Regions from separate parts of the Mus musculus genome. Here region 1 is linked to region 2. Evidence: chromatin contacts called from public HiChIP or PLAC-seq data. All regions are on one chromosome and are shown on one strand. The core of a region is the stretch at or near the end of the contact, and the rest is flanking DNA. Distances in the headings are between cores, read along the strand shown. Region 1 has its middle 61 kb from the start of Gm33273. Region 2 overlaps Pag1 (phosphoprotein associated with glycosphingolipid microdomains 1).

Region 1 (4,930 bases), core at 321-2,820, 200 kb before region 2:
GAAAGGCTCATGGCCAAAGATGTGCTCTGTGGATATATAATCATGCCACCGCACTCAGCAAAGTCTGAGTAGTGGTGCAATGGGGGAAATTTTAGCAATACTTCAGATGTAGAGGAACTGGGGATAAAACTTATGTAATCCCTGTAGCCCCAAACACCTAGACAACAAAAGACAAGTGTGGGGGTACAGGGCTGCTCAGAAGCAGCTATTGTGAGCATGCAAGTCCAGCGAGGCTTAAAAATATGTCAAACTTCAATATCACTTGAGAAGGGGAAGTGGCTTCTTTATGTTTTAGTAATCTTTAGGTGTTTCTTAATGACTATTATTATTATTATTATTATTATTATTATTATTATTATTATAGCATTACTTTTAGGTATCAAATCTACCAATTCAACCTACCAGGCCAGTTTAGTCTGGCCTTCTCATGATGCACTGTGGCAGGATGGTTGCAAATGCAAGGCCTGGTTCAGCTACATGTGAGGTCCTGTCTCTAAAATCATTTTTCCCTCTCAGCTTTGATGAGACCTGTGTTGTGTGAAGTCTTTGTGTCAGGCATTGTGATGATAGAGTATATGAGGGTAACACTCAATGTCTCATGACAGGCATTTCACACTCCGGGTCTGCATCAGCCTGCATCCCACCCAATCCTCACCGACAGCCTGACCATGTCAAATGCTCTAACACACAGCACAGAAAAGGACTATGCAGGATTGAAGTCTGCTTGACAGCACTGGAGAAGTGTGTACAGGAAGCCGACACCTAGCTGGATATAAAGACTGAGGTTCTGTAAGTGGGAGAAAGAAGGCGCACACTAGCATGCACATATCGAGTGTTCTGCTGGGATGGAGTCGCTCTCTATGAGGTGGGGAACAGCTTGGCTTGAGGCAAGTGTCACGGAGATCATGCATGTGTTGGCGCTGTGCATAGAGAGCCTAAATAAACTTGATTTTCATCCAAGCATTCAGTATTATAGACATCATTTATTAAAAATCATTCATATTTTCATAACTTGATTTCTCATGCCTCAGCCAAAGACGTGCATTTTGAGAATAAAAATTATAAATATAATCACATCACTGTCAGGAAATCTGCTAAGTGTTTCCCATGTGTGAAGCACAGGTGCCTCATGAGAACCATGCAATAGCTCCTTATCGTCATTATACAGTTCAGCTAGCCGACATGGAGCAATATTCTATAGCTTCTCCAAAGTCACATGTGTGAGGAGGTGAAACAAATTCCACAATGTTAAGTGCAGACTTAATTCTCACCCTGTGGGCAGGCCAAGCCAGGGAGTGCCTCAACTACTTGTAGTTAATCAACTGTGCCACTAGATGGCAGAACCAGTCCAATTTGGAGAGCGCTCTGCCTGGGTGTGGCCGTGGCACTTAGCAATGGCTAGAAATGGCTGTCACTTTCAAGTTTAGTAGATCCGAGTCTGAAATAATATCCTTCCTAAGTAATTAAATTTTGCATAGAAATGTTTTTATTTGAAGTCAAGCCTTACACACATTCAAAGTAATTGTCCATGAAAGAAAATTGAAGGGATCCATATTTGGATCGCCATTTCGCCCTTCACAGGGAGAGTTGTAATCCTAGCGAAGAAAACAAAAGATATCTCTGGTCTCTAGTGGCCACAGCACTCTCCACTCCATCTGCTCCAGTAAATCTGGGATGGTTTGCCTTGGGGCGTGTCTTCTTGGGGGTCTTGACTTTGACCACGCCTCTTATCGTGTTGGATCTGCAGATACTGTACTTATATTAGACTAAATAGGTACAAATATCTTACAGGAAGACACACAGCTGTGCAGGGCCTGATTTTGCCCTGTTGTCTTGTGATTCAGTTCTTCAAGTGAGTTAAGGTAAATCTCACCAAACTTTGCTCTAATATCACAGATCTACATCTCATTCACAGCACTGATGCCTAAAATTTCTCTGCTAGAATTATCTTCCACCTTGCTAGCTAGTTGTTCCCATCAACCTGAACAAGCTAGTGTCGTTTTGGAAGAGGGAACCTCAACTGAGAAAATGTCCCGACCAGATTAGCCTGAGGTACGTTTTCTTGATTGATGATCGATGCGAGAGAGCCCAGCTAACTATGAGTAGTGCCAGCGCTGGCCTGGCGGTCCTGGGTGCTACAAGAAAGCAGGCTGAGCAAGTCATACGGAGCAAGCCAGTAAGCAACACCACTCCACAGTTTGTGCATCAGCTCTGGTCTCCAAGTTCCTGGCCTGACTTCCCGCAACAATGGAGTGACTTCAGAAGTAAAAGATGAAATAAATCCTTTCCAACCCAATTTATTCATGGTCATGTTCTATCACAGCAATAGAAATCCAAGCCACCCATCCTACTGAATGCCACAGATACTCTACAGGACTACTTCCAGTAGCCCTGGCTAAGACATGGCTCTAACCAAATTGCTACACAGTGGGGCCTTTGTGAAAATGGAAAGTTCACGACAGGGACACAGTGGCAACATGCATCAGGCTGAGTCACGTCGAGTTCAGGTCACAACATAGCCACAGGAACCATGAGAATCCTTGGCTAAGCGTTTCTTTTCCTCAGAAAGACTGTGACTCTGCACTCTCTCCCGCCCCAGGCCAACTCCCCAGCCTTGGTTAACAGAACAACAGCAGCAAGGACAACAACAAAAAATCCCAAGCAGAAAACAAGCTATCAGTGAATACAAAGAGGAACTTGTAATTGCAAAAAATATAAAAATGTGACATGAGAAGCATTCAGAGCCTCGTTGAATAAAGAGTAGCGTTTGTCACCCATTGTCAAGGCTCTGTCTTAAGATTTTGTTGACTGTACTCTGATGTCATGCTAATGTATGTAAAAGAATAATTGTGGTTTTGCAATGTTGCATCCTTGAGTGGCACACAGTAACAATATGTGATACTTAAGTACTAAGCCATAGCGTGGACAGCAAGGACATCAAGTGTTTTCATGAAGTAGCAGAACTGTGACCTGCTATGTTAGGTGCAGCTCGTCATGAAGACGGAGACTCAGGAAGTGGATCCCACCTTCACCTCCATCATGGTGTCTGGGCTTTTCAGAATGAGCGTACCGTGTTTTCCCAGCTACTTGCTCGTGTTCAATGAACTATTCCTATGCATTCCACGCAAAAATGTTTCTCACATATAACAGCGCAGTCAGGCATGCTGTGGTTCGGAAGCTCTTACTTGACTTGAATTTTTAGTGACCCAATGTTATGATAGATAAATGTTATTTTAGATTAAAAGATAATTAAATTTTAAGTCTCCTCTTAATCCTAAGAAATTATCATTCTTATTTTAGTAGCCCATCAGTTTATATGGCTAAGTACTTAACTATGAGTGTGTGTATACACACATCATCTCCATCTTCACATGGTTGGACTTCATTGTTTTTCTTTATGGCAGTGTGAATTATGATTGTATAGACATAGTACTTCAGCTTTTGATATTTGTATTTTAGTTTCTGGGCTTGTGTTATGCATGGTGATGCCCCAACAAAGACAAACAGAACATCAAACCGTAGCTTCTGTCAGCCATGTGATCCGAAGGGGAACAGGAACCGCGGCTGTAGTTCATTTGGTAACGTGCTCACCTTATAAACATGATGACTTGAATTTGACAGCCAGACCCCAACAGCTTTTAAAAAGCCAGATGTAGAAGAAGCCAGATGTGGAAGCACAGGTTGGTAATCCCAACACAGGGCAGGGGGACAAAGACAAACAGATTCTCTAAGCTCCTTAATCTACCAGCACTAAGGAACTAACGATTTCCAAGTCAAGTGGCAGTCCCTTGTTAGAAAGCATAGGGGGATGACATTTGGAGGCATAGCACCTGGTGTTCTCTGGCTTCCGCATACATGGGCGCACATGTACACACACACACACACACACACACACACACACACACACACACTGAGCTCCACAGTGTTGTGTTGCTAAATTGGAACATCCATCAGGTGAAAAAATAAACATAATTTTGACACACAGTATTTATAGCTTAGCAATATGTTTCTCAGGACATACTCCTCTCACACCCTGGGCAGTATCCACACATTATCTCACACAATTCTTCCCCAAGCTTATGCAGACACGGTCTGTTTTACAGACATAGACACTGGGGTGTAAGTGGTATATATCTAGTATCATATGTGTCAATGATTCCACCCCTGAAAGTTTTATTCCAGAGTTCAGAGTCTTAGCCCTCACCAACTAAACATCTTGTCTTGCAGTGAGGACAGACCAGAAGACAGTGTCTTTGTGAACAGATCATTTTACAGTGGCTATTAAAGCTATTCACAATGACAGATGCATCTTCTTTGGAGGCTATTTCTACTTATTCTTTCAACCAGTATTGGCATGCCAGGCAGTGTTCTCTGTGCTGCAAATATAATACAAAAACACACCACACACATACACACCCACACCACCGCCACTACTGCCAGAGCTTAGGTAATAGGAAGGAAGGTCATCTAAGGGTCGATGGCGAAGAAGATAGATCGGGATAGTAGAGAAGATGTGTCATCTTCCTTTCGATAGTGTAATAAATTGTCACAGCCGCATGGCTAAAAACAGAAGTATATTGTCTCAGGTGGTCATAGTACACACACCTGTGATCCCAGCACAAAAGAAACTTGGACAGGAGGCCAGCCTGAACTATTCAACAGCATCTGTCGCTGTCGCTCGGTCTCTCTGCCTCTCTCTGTCTTTCTCTGTCTCTGTCTTTCTCTGTCTCTGTCTTTCTCTGTCTCTGTCCCTCTTTGTCTTTCTCTGTCTCTGTTTCTCTCTCTCTCTCTCTCTCTCTCTCTCTCTCTCTCTCTCTCTCTCTCTCTTTTCTTCCTTCTCTTCCTCCCTCCATTTCTCATAGTTCTGGGACCAGAAGTCCAAGTTCAAAGTGTCTGAGTGGCAGTAGGCCACATCCCTGCAGGCTCTAGT
Region 2 (5,156 bases), core at 2,545-5,044:
GAGAACATCTAGACTATTTGCAAAGTGGATGGTCGTCTTGCACTCTTAGCAGAGGGTCTGCGCGTTTGGACTTCTTCCCTTCCCGCCAGCACACATTACTGTTTTAGCTGGAGGATATGAAGCAGCATCTCACGGTGGTTGACACTTGCACTTCTTTGATGATGGCATTGGCCACATGTGGACTTACTGGCTAGTTTATAAGTTCCTTTGGAGAGATGCCTATTCAGACTCTTTGCTCCTTTGGGGTTTGGATATCTTACTGTGTTTTAAGAGGTGTTTATATATTCAGGCTACAACTTCTTTATCAGGTGGTTTGCACCTATTTCTCTTCTTTGGGATGTCATCTTTAATATGTATAGTGTTCTCTAAAACTCACGTCTTTTTATGTTATATTTTATTGATTGTGTACTTGGCATCATATCAGTAGCTTCTTTGGCCAGATCTGAGCTCATGGAGACTTACCGTTTCCCTTTTTAGTAGTTTCTGTGGTTTCATCTCTTATGTTTCAACTTAACTTTAGTATGGTGTGAGTTCAGGGTTCACTCTCTCCTTTTGTATGTGACTACTACATATCCAGCCCTGTTTCCTAACGTGACTATTCTTTCTCCATTGAATTATATTCACACTTCTGTTAAAAGGCAATTGACAGTGTAAATAAAGGGATATAAACATATGGGTTTGCTAGCGTGGATAGTAAGTTTTGCCCGATTTAATCAGTATGTCTGTCTACATTTGCAATAGCAGCACTGTCTCAATCACCGCTGCCCCTGGACGACTCTTCCCTCCTGCCCAAGCTGTTCTGACAGGGCAGTTATACACTGCTCCTACTGCTCAGCTTTAAGTCGGGCTCTTTACTCATCAGGAGTAGAAGAAAATGGAGGTTGATTTTATTTGACTGTATGTGTGATACGAGGACTAAACTTAGACCCTGAGCATGTCATACATGTGTTCTACCACAAACTGTGGCCCCAGCCCTGAAATACTTTTTCTAATACGTAATGAGAGAATTTTACATTAAAACAAACAATGCAAAGCCATTGGCCTTGGGTGACTAAACCTAGCTCATCTTTCTGACTAATTCAAGAGTCTTCTGAACTTGGGCATTGACAGAGAAGCCAAGAGGTTTGTGATTAGAACTTCCATGTAAATAGAAGTGAATGTGAGAGCCTGGGAGGAGGCCTGACTTGAAAGGGAGTGAAAGCTGGAACAAAGGAAGTCACTTACCCAGGAAGCCTGGCCCTCCCACTTTGTGTGATTGACACAGAAGACCTGGAGTTGGGTTAGAGGAAGATAACCCATGACTGTGTGCCTCCTGATATTTTTAGATTTGTTTTTAAAATAAGAAAATAACAATGTAGCTGCATGGATTGCAAGCAAAGGCAGCCTTTCTCTCACGACAACTGGCAGGGAAAGAATAGTTGTATCTTAATATGATGTCATGTCTGATTCTGCACCAGAAGAAAGAAACACTCAGAAACTATGATATCCAAAGAGCAACCATAAATATGCATCTAGGTGGCCCATGTTCTGCTCACAATTGAACGTTAAAAAACAAAACATAATAGAATTTGTACCTCAGTCTGCTAAAATAATTGAGAAGTCCTGGTCTTAGTCAGCAGCTATAATTCACTATTCATATTCACTAGAATATGAATAAACTCATCGCTCACTCCATTCCTCTTCCCCCATCACCGCCTCCATCATGGTGTAAGTCCACCTGCCTCTGCCTCCCAGGTGCTGGGATTAAATGCCACCACCACCCGGAGAGGCAGGGTCTCACTAAGAGTGCTTGTTGCTCTTCTAGAGGACTGAGTCTGGTGCCTCAAACTTCCTGTAACTTCAGCTCCAGAGGCTCTGAGACGGCTCCCAGCCTCCACTGGCACCCACACAGATGACCTGTGGACGCACATGCACACACGCACTCACACACATATAAATCATTTTTAAGTACACTAAATATTCAGTATAGATGACATTTGTTGTAGAATGTAAACTGGGGTGGAGAGGAATCATGCAAGATGGGAGAAGGGTTGGGCCAGTGGCCGGATGTGGGAGCTGATGAGTCGGCAATGAGGGGCTTGCCTTCCTACAGTTGCCTCTCTCATTTCCACAGTGGGGTGAAGATGGAACGAGCACAGGCTATATCCGCATGCCCGTGGCTCCTGACAGTCACACAGCCTCCTTTCTATGGGAAAGAGTCAACTGAGTCATGGCTTACCACGCCAAAAGCAGGAATGTTCTTTTCATATAAATTCTGAGTTTTTATCTCAAATGTAGGTAGCACTTACTTGATTTTAATTGTAATATGGTAATTTACAGATTTATCTGTCACAAACTAGAAAGACTTTGAGGAAAAAAAAGTCAATTGCTTTATATTTGATCCAATGATAACATGGCTGTTACTTCAGGGGGAAAAGCCTTGTATGTTTTGAGTACCGCCAGCACTTTCACTGGTTTAGAAGTTAAAACTACGGCCTCTTTGAAGAGGAATGTGGAGCTCAGGGTCTGATCCGCAGGCCAGCGTTTTCTACAGCAAGCTGGCAGGCGTCTTTCACAGCCTGTCCACATGCCTTCCCTGCCCCCCAGACATTCTTTCTTTCTTTTTGGTTACAGGCCAAGAAGGAAGAGAGAACCCCAGCATACTGACACGTGAACGAAACCCTCTTCTGGACAACCGTTTCTCCAAGGTAATTGTGGCCGTCATAGGAAGAAGGGAGGGAACACATGCCTTGCAGTTTCAGACGACAGTGGGAGCATGGAGAGTTGATGGTCTGTCTGCTGCAGACTAGGGCTGAGTGAAAGGGGGAGAGAGAAGAAAGGGAGGCTGGTGCTTCCGTCTGCAGCCTCACTAAAAGTATCAGCAGAAGAAGACCATCCCGCCCTGGGAGGTCATGGGACTGGGCAGCAAGTGTGTGGGAAAAGAGGGAGCGGGGAGAGTCCTAGTGTTTAGACTGAAAATTGCATTCATTCCTTTATGATGAAATAGTGGAGGGATTCTAACTAGAGGTCAAATAAAGTATCCATTCTGTATGTGTCATGCAGGTGATCCTGGACCAATGCTTTGTACCAACTAAGACTTAACAAATAAGAAAAGAATTTAAGAAATCTCTGCGTGGGGGGGGGGGTCCCTGAAAATGCACACCAAGTTAGCCTTTCAGTGGTTCATACAAAATGCTTTATAAATGTCTCATTTTAGAAGATAATGTCCTTAATACCACTTCTAAAGAGGAGCTGAGGGGGAGACACAGGCAGACCTCAGATCCTAGTGGAGTGGGCCACCCTCACCTTGCACATCCACAGGAATAGCTCCAGGCTCTCCCTTTGTGAATCATATTCTTAGTAGGCACCAAGGCTTACAGGCAGCAGTAGAGCCCATTGTCAGCTTCAGCACTCGTGACTCGCCTCCTAGGCCCTGAACACAAACTGCTCTATCATTTCTATGAAATTCCTCTTTTGCTGTTTAGTTTTTAGCATAGGGCTATTTTCACTAGGCTGAGATTTTTATCTGATAAAGCGCTTCCTTTTTCCTTACAAAGTGTCTGTGTACTCACATCCGCAGGGATGAAACAATACACAACTAGATTTGAAATCTTCTTGTCTGCTTTCTCTGATTAGAAGATCATATATGGCTGGCATTATTCCACCCTTGGTGTTGTGGAAAGCAGTTTCAGATGGAAGGGGAGAGCCAGCTTCTGGCCTCCCCCTCCCTGGCAGTTCTCAGAAGGGTTGGGGGAAGTGTAGGCTGTAAGTTGGAAGAGAATTTTGTGATACTATTCATTCTCGGCTCTGACAGAGAGGACATTGTTTGCTCACTGTAATAGTCTTGGCAGGGATCTCTGCTGTGCATACAGAATGCGAGCAGAGCAGTGGGAACCGCTGAATTCTAAGAAACACATCAGCTTGGGGATTTTTTTTAAATACATTTTAATAGCTTCTCATTACCAAGATGCAAGTTATAATTTAGGAAAACATTTTCCTTGGTTCCTTTCTTCACACTGCATTATGCATGTATTACATAAAAGGTCCTTATGAGAGTAGGGTGCCCATCTAAGCTGTGGCATCAAGCATTTCAATCCTAGAAATTCAGAAAGACATCCTGCGCGCTGCAGACAGCCTCGAGGCTTGCTCCTTGTACATCAGCACTCCTATCAGTGCCAGCAGTGTTAGCTTGGAGCTCCTGGGAACAATTATGTGCAGACAGTAATCAGTGTATGGCAGGGACACGGTGAGAGTACCACCCGCGGTGTGACACACAGAGAACGTGCATAACTTTTAAAGACCCCAACTTCAGAAGGAGTTTCTGCAATCTGGATTGTGTGAAAGGAGGACAGGAGCTAGAGCTCAGCGGCAGCAATGTGCCTGGTGTGCTGAGAGTCTGCATTGCATCCTGACTATTACAAACCACGGTAATAATGATGGTGATGGGTGAGCATAGGCAGGACATAGAGGAGTACATTGATATGACAGTGTTTGGGACTGAATAACAGATACCAATAAAAATAACTAAGCTCTTCAACCTTCTCCACCTCCTTTTTTTATTCCAATGGATGCATTTTAGATAACCTGTTTTTAATATAAAATTTTTATATAAATATACAGGATTGCTGAGGGTGTGGGGTAGAATATGGCATTGTATGGAGGCATACGAGAGACGCAGGGCCAGCCACTCCTGCCTGTGTCTGGCGGTCTGTGGAGGTGTTGCTTGTGTGGCAAGGATACCTTCAGAGGACCTGCTGGCCTATCATTGTTTCTCTTGAGGCTCCTAGAACCACTGAGACTCCAGGCCTGAGCAGTGTCACTGTCCTTGGCTCCTGGCTTTTCACACCTGTGAGCACAGCTCATCATAAAAGGGACAGGGATAGGAAGGAGCTCACAGGCAGCTAGATCCTTTTAGCTGCAGCTGACCTGAAGGGAAGAGAAGAAGGGTGTTGTGTGAACATTGGGGCAAGGCATCCTTACCCACTGTGAAGAGAAATGGTTATGACAGAAACCACCCCAAAGGCTGCATGGTGTTTTCTTGTTTGACAGATAATTTATGGCTCCTGGGAAGGGCGGGATAATCTGCATAGCTACCCTGGTGTGATGGTGAGGATGCCCATTTAACTGGGGATTCAGCAGTTCAGAGTCCATAAGGACCTGAGAGGCAAGAGCAGAGT

Evidence for each region. HiChIP or PLAC-seq counts read pairs in DNA pulled down with a chosen protein or histone mark.
Region 1: a contact with region 2 is called in an H3K4me3 HiChIP or PLAC-seq map of bone marrow-derived macrophages, with 4 times the contacts expected there. The contact joins two enhancer-like sites. A contact is called at or near these places in 3 of 15 datasets of contacts at CTCF or cohesin (CD8 T cells, the NIH/3T3 cell line and large pre-B cells), 7 of 484 Hi-C or Micro-C datasets (Sertoli cells, bone marrow-derived macrophages, cerebral cortex and 3 more), 11 of 115 datasets of contacts at active chromatin or transcription factors (CD8 T cells, the NIH/3T3 cell line, bone marrow-derived macrophages and 6 more) and 1 of 9 other capture datasets (bone marrow-derived macrophages).

The regions. Positions count from the first base shown.
Region 1 is chr3:9,944,276-9,949,205 of GRCm38.p6, reverse strand. No RefSeq gene overlaps it. Among named protein-coding and RNA genes, the nearest start is that of Gm33273, 61 kb to the right of the region's middle. Within about 2 kb of position 1,570, at least 27 of the 459 cell types and tissues checked have an H3K27ac peak or open chromatin away from gene starts, as enhancers often do. A contact at or near this core is called in bone marrow-derived macrophages, where this site is marked.
Region 2 is chr3:9,749,944-9,755,099 of GRCm38.p6, reverse strand. It overlaps Pag1 (phosphoprotein associated with glycosphingolipid microdomains 1), which reads left to right. Exons shown (of 9, transcript NM_001195031.1): 3 at 2,614-2,687. Among named protein-coding and RNA genes, the nearest start is that of Pag1, 81 kb to the left of the region's middle. Within about 2 kb of position 3,794, at least 156 of the 459 cell types and tissues checked have an H3K27ac peak or open chromatin away from gene starts, as enhancers often do. A contact at or near this core is called in bone marrow-derived macrophages, where this site is marked.